Linked DNA regions of Triticum aestivum: region 1 is linked to region 2. Evidence: chromatin contacts called from public Hi-C data. All regions are on one chromosome and are shown on one strand. Each heading gives the region's core, a stretch centred on a gene start, on an enhancer-like site or on the middle of the called end of the contact. The rest is flanking DNA. Distances are from core to core; before and after follow the strand shown. Region 1 holds the start of LOC123092730 (patatin-like protein 7). Region 2 holds the start of LOC123092728 (protein TPR3).

Evidence for each region. Hi-C and Micro-C count contacts between places; a contact is called where the count stands out from the background.
Region 1: a contact with region 2 is called in a Hi-C map of leaf, with 3 times the contacts expected there. The contact joins the promoter of LOC123092730 here to the promoter of LOC123092728 in region 2. A contact is called at or near these places in 2 of 5 Hi-C or Micro-C datasets (both in leaf).

Annotation. Positions count from the first base shown.
Region 1 is chr4B:464,218,915-464,223,871 of IWGSC CS RefSeq v2.1, reverse strand. LOC123092730 (patatin-like protein 7) reads left to right here and starts at 1,321. Exons shown (of 2, transcript XM_044514550.1): 1 at 1,321-2,781; 2 at 2,875-3,580. The coding sequence starts at 1,666. The coding sequence ends at 3,141.
Region 2 is chr4B:463,489,191-463,494,308 of IWGSC CS RefSeq v2.1, reverse strand. LOC123092728 (protein TPR3) reads right to left here and starts at 2,692. Exons shown (of 27, transcript XM_044514549.1): 1 at 2,403-2,692; 2 at 2,116-2,274; 3 at 1,836-2,015; 4 at 1,641-1,754; 5 at 1,368-1,526; 6 at 110-287; 7 at 1-24. The coding sequence starts at 2,195.

The DNA of each region.
Region 1 (4,957 bases), core at 72-2,571, 730 kb before region 2:
CAACAGTGCTTGAATTATTTCGAACCATATAAAACCGGTGGCCACTTAGTAGGAAGTAGCAAACAAAAAATAAGAACCTCGTGAACCAGATTTTTAAAATAAAAAAAGTTTACAATTTTTGAAAAAAATGTTCACAGATTTAGAAAGAGTACAATGATTTTGAAAATAAGCTCACAGTTTTTCAAAAGAAAATTCAATGGATTTGGGAAAAAATCACTTTCTTTGGGAAAAGATTCACGCGTTCAACAATTGTCAGATTTTCAAACATTACTCTTTTTTTTAAAATGCAGGAAAGGATACAAAAAACCCGCCCTGATTCTGCGTTTAACTTTTTTTCTTAAACTTGCGCACTCCAGTTTGGTAACACAGGCTTGTTAGGTTGACTGGTTTAGCAAGTCTCCTTCGGATCTACAGGTTCGTAGTTCGAATCGTAGGACTTGTTGTTTTATCTTTTTCGACAATCAAATTGTTATGCTACTTTTTTTTTGAGAATAATTGTTACGCTAGTACGGACGCTATTGTACACCATGGGCCGGCCCAGCTAGGTGTCACTGCATGCGTCGGGTCGAGCTCCCGTGTAACAGAAAAAAAAGACAATTTTTTTGCAGACAAAAAAAAACAAATGGGGTGGCCCAGCAGAGCCCAGTCAGAGAAATCCCGGTTGACATTCGTCAAGGTTTGATCTAGACCGGGATTATACAGTTCAGGGTTGAAATGACCGGGATTTGGACTTGAGAGTTCGTTTCGCCTAACCTCTACAAGTTCAGGGTTTAAAATGGACTTTTTCCATTGTCTGGGTCGCGCTCCACTCCCGTTGCATGTCACGCAGCCATGGACCTGGTGCAGCGTCAGTGGCGCGGGGTTAACCCAGTCCCAGCCCCTGGAACGGCCGCAATCATGATTTGTTCCCCATTACGCTGCCCTCGAAACCCTTTTTTATGAGTGTTTTTATTTATAATGTACTACTAATCATTTCCTCCTTCGCTTTTCCCGCCCCTCGTTCGCTGGTTAATTAATTAATGAGTAGGACTAGCAGTAGCACGTCTGTACATATTTGTCCGTTTGTTTATTCAACCCTGGAACCCAGCCACAGCCAGTTTGACGACCGCGCCACCACGCCAGCATCGGTGCACTCCGCCCACATGCCCCACCCCGTATCGCCAATCTCGAGCAGGAATGGACGGTGCAGACAGGCCCACGCCGGTGGACCAGGTGAGGCGCGTCCAGCCGACGGCCAGGCAGGAGTGTTCTGTCCATCGGTTACCGGTGCAGCAGAGGGTGAAGAGAGACAAGACGACGACCTCTGCCTCCTCTTCTCGCCTCCGTTAGCTTCCTTGGCCGTGGCTCTCTCTATAACTCGCGCACCTTTCTCTTTGGGCTCCTTCCTTTCTTCGCGTGCTCTGCAGCGCGCAAGAATCAAAAGGCGCCACTGGCGAGCGTGGCGCCGTAAACAGACCGCGGCGACACCAAAAGAGAGAGCGAGAGACAAGAACTAAAGCGAGCAGCCGGGCTGGTCTTCGCGCTATCCTTGCGAATCCTCGCGAGATCCTGTTTTTGTTTCCCCTCACGTTGCTTTTCCGTTCTGCGTAGGGGAGGGATTCCGCCGAGAATTTGTTGACCGGGAGGGGTCTGCTAGCCTAGACTAGCTGGGAGGGTAGGGCAGGCATGGAGGAGGCCGAGGAGATGCAGGTGGAGAGGGTGCACGAGGACGCGGAGCACGGGGGCGCCGACGCCGACAAGCTCAACTACGAGATTTTCTCCATCCTCGAGAGCAAGTTCCTCTTCGGCTACACGGACCCGCACCAGCTCTGGCTGCCCAAGCCGCCGCCGCCGGCGCAGGCGTCGCAGGCGGCCCTGGCGGTCCCGGTGAAGGCGGCTCAGCGCGGGAAGGTGTGCGTGCTCTGCGTTGATGGTGGCGGCGGCGGGCTGAGGGCGCTGCTCGCCGGCCGCGCGCTCGCGCACCTCGAGGCCGCGCTCCAGCGCGCGTCCGGGAGCCCCGACGCGCGCGTCGCCGACTACTTCGACCTCGCGGCCGGCACGGGCGCGGGCGGCGTCTTCGCCGCGATGCTCTTCTCGACCCACTCGCGCGGCGCCCCGCTGTTCCGCGCCGAGGACACCTGGCGCCTGGTGGCGGACCACGCGCTCAGGCTCTTCCGCAGGCCCGCTGGCTCCACCTCCCTCTTCTGCCGCGCCAAGAAGCGCCCGCTTGCTGCGCCCACGGCGGCGCTCAGCGTGGCCATGAAGGCCGCGTTCGGCGAGGAGCTCACCCTGCGGGACACCATCAAGCCCGTGCTAATCTCCTGCTATGACCTCAAGTCGTGCGCGCCGCTCCTGTTCTCGCGCGCCGACGCCCTGGAGAGCGGGAGCTACGACTTCCGCCTCTCCGACGTCGGCCGCGCGGCCTGGTCGGAGCCCGGCCGCTTCGAGCCGGCCGAGGTGGCGTCGGTGGATGGCGTGACATCCTGCGCCGCGGTGGACGGCGGGCCGACCATGGGCAGCCCGGCCGCCGCTGCCATCACGCACGTGCTGCACAACAAGCACGAGTTCCCGTTCGTGCGCGGCGTCGAGGACCTCCTCGTTCTCTCCATCGGCGGCTGCTCCGGCGCGGGCGGCTCCGGAGCCACCGCGGACGCCGACATCATGCGCATGCGCCGGTGGGGCCCCAAGGAGTGGGCCCGCCCCATCGCCCGCATCGCGGCCGATGGCGCCGCCGACCTCGTGGACCACGCCGTTGCACGCGCCTTCGGGCAATGCCACTCGTCCAATTACCTGCGCATTCAGGTGAGCAAGCAAATTCTCGGCCCGCCCGCCATTTATGGCATGTTCCGCCTGCACGGCTGTTTCCTTGGATATTATTAACTCTGGCGTGATCAGGCGAAGCGGGAGAGCATGCCGCCGTGCGGGCCGGACGGGGAGTACGACCCGACGCAGGCGAACGTGCAGGCGCTGCTCGCGGTGGCGGACGAGACGATGAAGCAGCGCAACGTGGAGTCGGTGCTGTTCGAGGGGAGGCGGATCGGGGAGCAGACCAACGCGGAGAAGCTGGAGTGGTTCGCCGCCGAGCTCGTCGCCGAGCACCGCGGCAGGGGCTCCCGGATCGCGCCCACCGTCGCGTTCAAGCAGTCGCCGGCGCTGGGCTGAGCTACGCTGGCGGCCGTGCACTGCCGTGCTGTGGAGCAAGGGTCGACGACATGTTGTAGGCCTCTCCTCGCTTCTTGCTTTCGACGGAATTCCGCTGCACTTTTTACGTGGCAGTGTCAGTGTGGCATGGCTTGGCTACCTGAAGCATTTGCCATTGGGAAATTCGAAGGGTAAAATATTGGAAGGAACATCCGCGATATACTCCAGATTCTTAGCTTTCACTTCGACTTAGGATATATATGTAGCTGCCTCCTGAATGCAGAATTATGCCCCGGCTGATGTGGGCGTTTGGGTTGCGATATAATCCGCTGAAAAGCAGTGGATACAGCTGCTGCGGTACTGCAAGCATGGGCCTCCTCCGAACATAAATAAATTCTCCAGAGTTCGTCTAATCTAGCCCTGCGAATTTTCATTTCCAATTACCAAATGATATTTGTCAGCTGGATGAAGTCTGTTCCATTTGAACGCTCATTTTATGGTATGACTTGCACGGGACACAAAAAAAATACTTCCGTCTTCTGCATCCCGTCGATGTCTATTAATCTCATAGTTGAGTCCACGTCTTAAAGCGCACGGAGTCCACGTCTACACTGCATTAGGGGACGCATAACTGATCGAAACAGACATCTCGGAGATCCCTTTCTTGAAGAAGTGAAAGAGAACCCTGTAGATGTATATGTCCTATCACTGTCTTGATGCTGACCGGGGCATGCTTTTCATCCAAGAGCATAAAGATTCCTCCAAGCGAACTAAATCAAGCATATTGGCATGGGTTCTTAATTAAGTTACCAAATCAGGTAATGTTTTTTTGTTACAACATGCTGCAAACAGTTCTAGCCTTTTCCTCCCGGTTACTGATAACCGTATATACGCATGATGCTAAGAGGATCGAACTGAGTTCGTGCTCCCCGGCAAAAAAAAAAAACCCTAAAAATAAAATAAAAACTGAGTCTGTGCTTGACTGAAGAAAGGCTTTTTTTATGTACGGGCGTGGTCCGCGGACATGATGCCGGAGTGAGCCATGCTGCCCATGCAAAACACAAATTAATCTGGTTGGAAGAAGAGAGAGTAGGGGGGAACCATGCATATGGTGGGATTTGTTGTATGGTGTCTCGTTAGAAGGAGAGGGATGAGAGGGAGACCATGCATGTGAAGAGAGAGAAACGAGAAGACGACGACGTGAAGCTTTTCGTTGATCAGATCGACGATTAAGACTCCGGCAAAGCCCCCCACATTTGTTTCTAGGATATAAGAATTCGGACGTACGGACTGCTAAGCGGATATATACAGGTCTTCGTTGGATGGCAAAAGTGATCTCAACATATAGTGGAGATTTGAGGGTTCGCTTTGAAGATGCCCTAACCTATTCGTTTGGCTCACTTTTCTATCAACTTTTTCTGGCCTTATTTCATCCTAAATTATGTACCCCTCCCCCCCCCACACAAAAATGTAGTTCTCATCTTAATTTTGGTTAGAATATCTCTTTAGCGAAACAATTCGGTTACATATTTGACTACTAACAAAATGTGCAAATACAAAAGTAAACATCTTAAGTTATGTGCACAAGGAAAATGGACATGTTTTTACACAAAAAGTATGTGCACAAGCCTCACACCACAATGCACAACTCTTTTTTAGCTTTCTTCTTCAAACGGCTTGAGTGATTTGTATGTTATGGATTTTATCTCGCATGTGGGAGGGAGGTCATTGTTAGGGCACACGAGAGGTCGTAAAAACGGAAAATTGAAGAAAGAGGAAAATAGTTGGTGTTTCCTGTGACAGTGTTGTCGAAGGATGACTGTTTGTTCGGTAGGGA
Region 2 (5,118 bases), core at 1,443-3,942:
GGGTGTTGGTGCAGGTTGAAAGGGCTGAAACAGACATAAACCAGATTGTCAATAAATGTACACACTAAAACACATAGATGAAGTGTCCAGATATGCTCAACAAGCTTACTCCATGGGCGCCCAATTGGGGGAAACCACCAGGTTTAGGTATAGATCCAAGTAGTGGATTGTTTGCTGGTGATGGAGCACGTGCACCATTTGGTTGTCCACAAGAATGATCAACAAAGAGGGTCTTGATGTCAGGATTAGGCCTAGGATTTTTGCAAAGCTGGTGCTGCCAGTTTAAGCTGCCATATAATACACAATAACATTACTACTATGGTAAATGGAGTTAATGGTGGGGTCCCAACCTTCCACCTCCTTCAGAAGTAACAAACAAAAACACAAATAACAACAATTTCACAAGCAAATTAAGTTAAACACAATTTTATTCTTATCCAAACAACAACCTCCTTCGTGTTAATTACCCCACCCAGGCCTGGCGGCAGAGCAAAGAGCATGGTTTAGGCCTTGCACGTGGTGGTATGGTAAATCCAAAGATTCACAAACGTGTGGATGCGAAATTAAACCCAGAATCTCGATAAGGCGGAGGAATGTAGGGTAGGCCTAAACCCTAATCCTAGCGGAATCGTCAACTAGGGCTGACTCTGATAATCTAATGGAATACCCATTTATTGACAATAAATAATGGAAACGTAAATAGTAATGAATCAAGGAAATAGTAGGCTAACTAGTTGAATCTGCAAATATTTGTGACATCTATACAAGTTTCAGTTCCAAAGAAATGGAGACTGCAGGTTAGCAAATAGGGGTGACAAGTTATATGGAGATTCTTTACATATTTGAACTTCAAATTGTATTGGACTGCTGGAAAAATGTAAATGCAAACACGTGACTCAATTTTTTGGATATTCATGACTGTAGGATCCACAAAACTCGTCATGAAGAGCAACCTTATTTACAATATAAATATGCAATGGTAGTGATGGGTTAATGGACAAGATTATAACATTAAGAAACCAAGTTTTGCCATGAATGAACAGCAGCCCTCACTTAGCTTATGGAAAATAAAGCCAGGTCCAATTTTCCTAACCAAGCATGGTTGGTTTAAATAAAATTGGGGAGAGCAGAATGTGGGGCACAGCCTCGCTAGCATATAACATTCTACTGGATCAGTTTTACAAAGGATAAAATGAGAATTAAAATCCTCTCATGAGGGTTAAGTAATTTTATTGGATTAAAGAATGTTCACCTAGATCTATAACTAGCATCATCAGTTTAGCAGCAAGCAGCATATAAGAATACATAAGATGCCCATACAACAGAGAGTAAGGGTGCCAAGAATATTATGTTTCTTTATGTGATACCTCTGGTTGATAAGTGTCCGTAATCTAGAACTCTTCAGATTGGGAAACTGAAGCTTGTCACGGAACAAGGGGTTAGCTTCGATCAGCTTCTTCAGCTCAACAAGCATTATTGCTCTTGCAGATTTTGTATCACCATACTTGGAGAGCTGCTCATTCTCTCTATCAATAATAAAAGCAGGAACCAATCACTGAGCAATCCAGTAACGGTTAAGAGCCACACGAATGATGGCAAGAACCTAATGTTACAAATGAATGCAATCACGCAGATTTTACCTGAAGTTCTCCAGAGTCAATAGCTGTGTGATCTCCTTAAACAGCTCCTCATTAAAGGATGCAAACACCTTCAAATCCTTGACCAAGATTTCAACCGCCTTGGACCGATCATGCCTGGCAGAAAAGGAAACCATAGTCATGAAGGCGGTCCAGCATTTACAATCATATAAAGACATCTCTTCCCCTTGCACTTACTTGTCGAGGGCCTCGAGATACTTCTGCTTGCGGATCTCAAAGAATATCTTCATCGAGTAGCGGTTGTCGTCGACTTTGGTGAAGCCCCCGAGGTAGCGCTCCACCTCATCCCAATTCCCATTGATCACCTCGTCCTCGAAGTACTTCATGTTGAAGTAGAAACCAGACTCCTGCTCGAGCCTAAACGGCGACAAGGGCAGGTTCCAAGTGAGCAACGCTAGACAAACGAACAGCACCAATTTTTGACCTTTTTTTAATTTTTGGAGTTTGAATCACTCACTTGTGGACGGTCTCCTTGAACTTCTCCTCATCGAGGAACTGCAGGATGAGGAAGACGAGCTCCCGGCTGAGAGAAGACATCCTCGCTTCCCCGACTCACCCACCAGGCGGCGGATGCAACTCGGCTGTAGACCTAGCCTACGGGGGCGCAGGACCCCCACTGCGGAATAAGATTCCGATTCCAGGTTCAGTTCACGATCGCTCACAGCCCAGCCGCGGCGGAAACAACATACGACGGGAAAAAAACAGATCAAAAGCGAGATCGATCCAGGCGGGTTAGGGCTTTACCAGCGGAAGGAACCTCCCCGGCTCGGATCTCCTCCGCTCCGCCCCGCGCCGGGCGAGCAGAGCGGGGCCGGCGGAGGGCTCGAGGCGGCGCGGGTCGGCGGGGCGCCCGGCGGCGGAGATCCGGGGGCTGCGCGGCTTCCGATTTGGGGGGGCGGCCGGGGCGGGGCGGGGCTCTATCGCGAGAGGACCGAGAGAGCCGGGAGGATGAGACTGAGGCAAGGGGCAGTATCGTAAGTCAACAAAGGGAACGGGGGTGGGGAGCAGAATTCCTCTATTTATATCGGACGAGACGAGACGATAATGGAACCCCCCTCTCCCCTCCCCTGCGCGTCTATATATACTCGCACACTCCCCAAACGACATATGAGAACGTGCAGGATAAAATATCTTTATCGTTACATGGACAGGAAAGAAAAAAAAAACACGCCTTACGTTCGCTGCACGCGTTCGCCCCAAACCCTAGATCTGTTTCGGAACCTGCCATATATATACGCACATATCTCGACGATTTTGAACACGGCATAGAAAAACTCGCCCAGAAATGCAGATCCAAACCCAGAAATCGGGCCCGTGGAAAGCTAGGGCTCCTTTCCGATCCTGCTGCCGGATCTTTGTTGGCATGGGTATACGCAGAACGAACTCCTTTGCCCCCGCATAAAAATTCCAGGATCGAATTCGAATCAAAAATATCCAGCCAACAACTGCATAATTCCGAACGAAAAGCAAAATCAGAGGCTGTGCTGCACTTACGGAGCTTTGTAGCTGGAGGGACCGGAGAAGAGCTGTGGGGAGAGGAAATGGGTTGTTGGGGGCTAGGGCAAGGAGGGGCAACCACCTCGCGCTCCTATTTATAGGAAATTCTCGTATTGCCACTGATAAGAGTGAATGCTTATCGATCTGCTCGTCTGCCTCTCTCGATCCGCTTATCAGCTTATCGCATCTGATAAGCGCTGTGTGATAGGCTGATCAGACGCGGGAGGTAGTGGTAGGGTCCATCGGGCTCCATCGCCATTAGCGCAAGGGAATCCGCGTTTGGATTTGCTTTTAATGAAGACGTGTCCAGTCTGTACCCAACAACTAAAAGACGCCTTTTAATGCTCTCCTCTCTCAAATAAAATCGGCCTTTTCTATTTCTTACTATTATCAAGGAAAACACGTAAGGCAAGACAAATTAAGATATCAGGATTTGACATTTCGTTCACAAATATTTAATTGTGTTTTATTATCCATATATTACCTCTGTCCTAAATTTGTTGCCGTAAATTTGTCTAGGTACGGATTTACCTAACGGTAGATTCATCCGTATTTTTCTAGAACGTATCTAGATGCATTCATATCTAGATGCCCTGTATGTAGACAAATTTAAGACAATTAATTCAAAAAGGTGAGTATTTTTTTTCTAAATCAGAGTTGTATTAATTAAAAGAGGAAACATTGTTCTTACAATTTTGTAAGGCCACACTCAACACGCAGGTTGGCACTGTCTCTTGCATAACATCAACAACAACTCTCTACGCCCAAACTGGGCAAGACTATGGGCTAAACTATTGACCTTCCTATCTACTTTACAAACTTTAACTTATTTGTTTCTATGCTTGATGGCATAAAATTCCTTTAATCTCTCCAATTTCCAATCTATCCACACATACGGGGTCGAGCGCCTTTGCCACCAAGTTGTTGTCTGTCTCGACAACTAAATGGAGGTCAGTACACGACACCACTTTTCATAGTCCTTCTAGACAAGCAGTAGCTTCCGCGAAATCTGCTCCTTTGTACCGCAGGATATAGTCCCAGGCACATAGAAATATTCTTCATGATGATCTCGAACCACAACCCTCCATGCTCTGCTGCTACTCTCCTCCAAGAAACTTCCATCAACATTAACCTCTCTAAGACAACTAATTCAGAACAGGTGAGTATTTTGCCACCAGTAACGGGTGTTCTCGCAAAAAATAAAAGAGGACCAAGAGGTGAACGACCAAAACCCTAGCCGCCACCCCATTTATTCCCCTCCTATGGCCGCCAACACGCGTCTCCGGGCAAAGTTCGTCAGCGTCGGCGTCGACAGGAAGGTCCTGATCGACGGGCGGCCTGCTTGTGGAGGAGTTGAAGGGTTGATGCGGGGTGGCAAAGGAGATGTGTTCTTGGGTGGCAGTCTTTGTCAGGCAGTGCTCAATGGCAGAAGTGTTGATCCAGGGCGTCGATCTTCAGCAACGGCCTAGCCTAGCTAGGTCACTAGAGAAGAGGGAGTTAGTGCTTGGTCCTAGACGGCGACGAGCTAGACATAAGACATGCACTTGACGTGAAGCAACATGAGTGTTTATTTCCAGATTTTCTTTAGGGAGTCTTCGAGTTTGGTTTGGAGGAACAAGGCGGTGTTGTTGTTTCACTGTAGGAATAATGTGATCCCCGTTTTTTTTGTTTTATTGGCGTTCTTATCATAGGTAGGCGTGGAGCTGTCTCTCCGGCAGGTCCTTTGAGATCCGATCAATTTAGGTTTTCGCTGGATCCAACTGAATTTAGTTGGTTTTGTTGTCTTCAGAATTTCTACAAGTCCTTATATGCATTTCTTCTCCGAGCCACCCGGCGCCAATGCAGAAGGATGTCGCTGAAAATAATGGAACGCTGCTTCTCTCTGCTGGATCCGTCGGATCACATATAAGATGCTCACACTTTACCCCCCGAGGATCTCCCCTTATCTTAGAACGGTCTTATG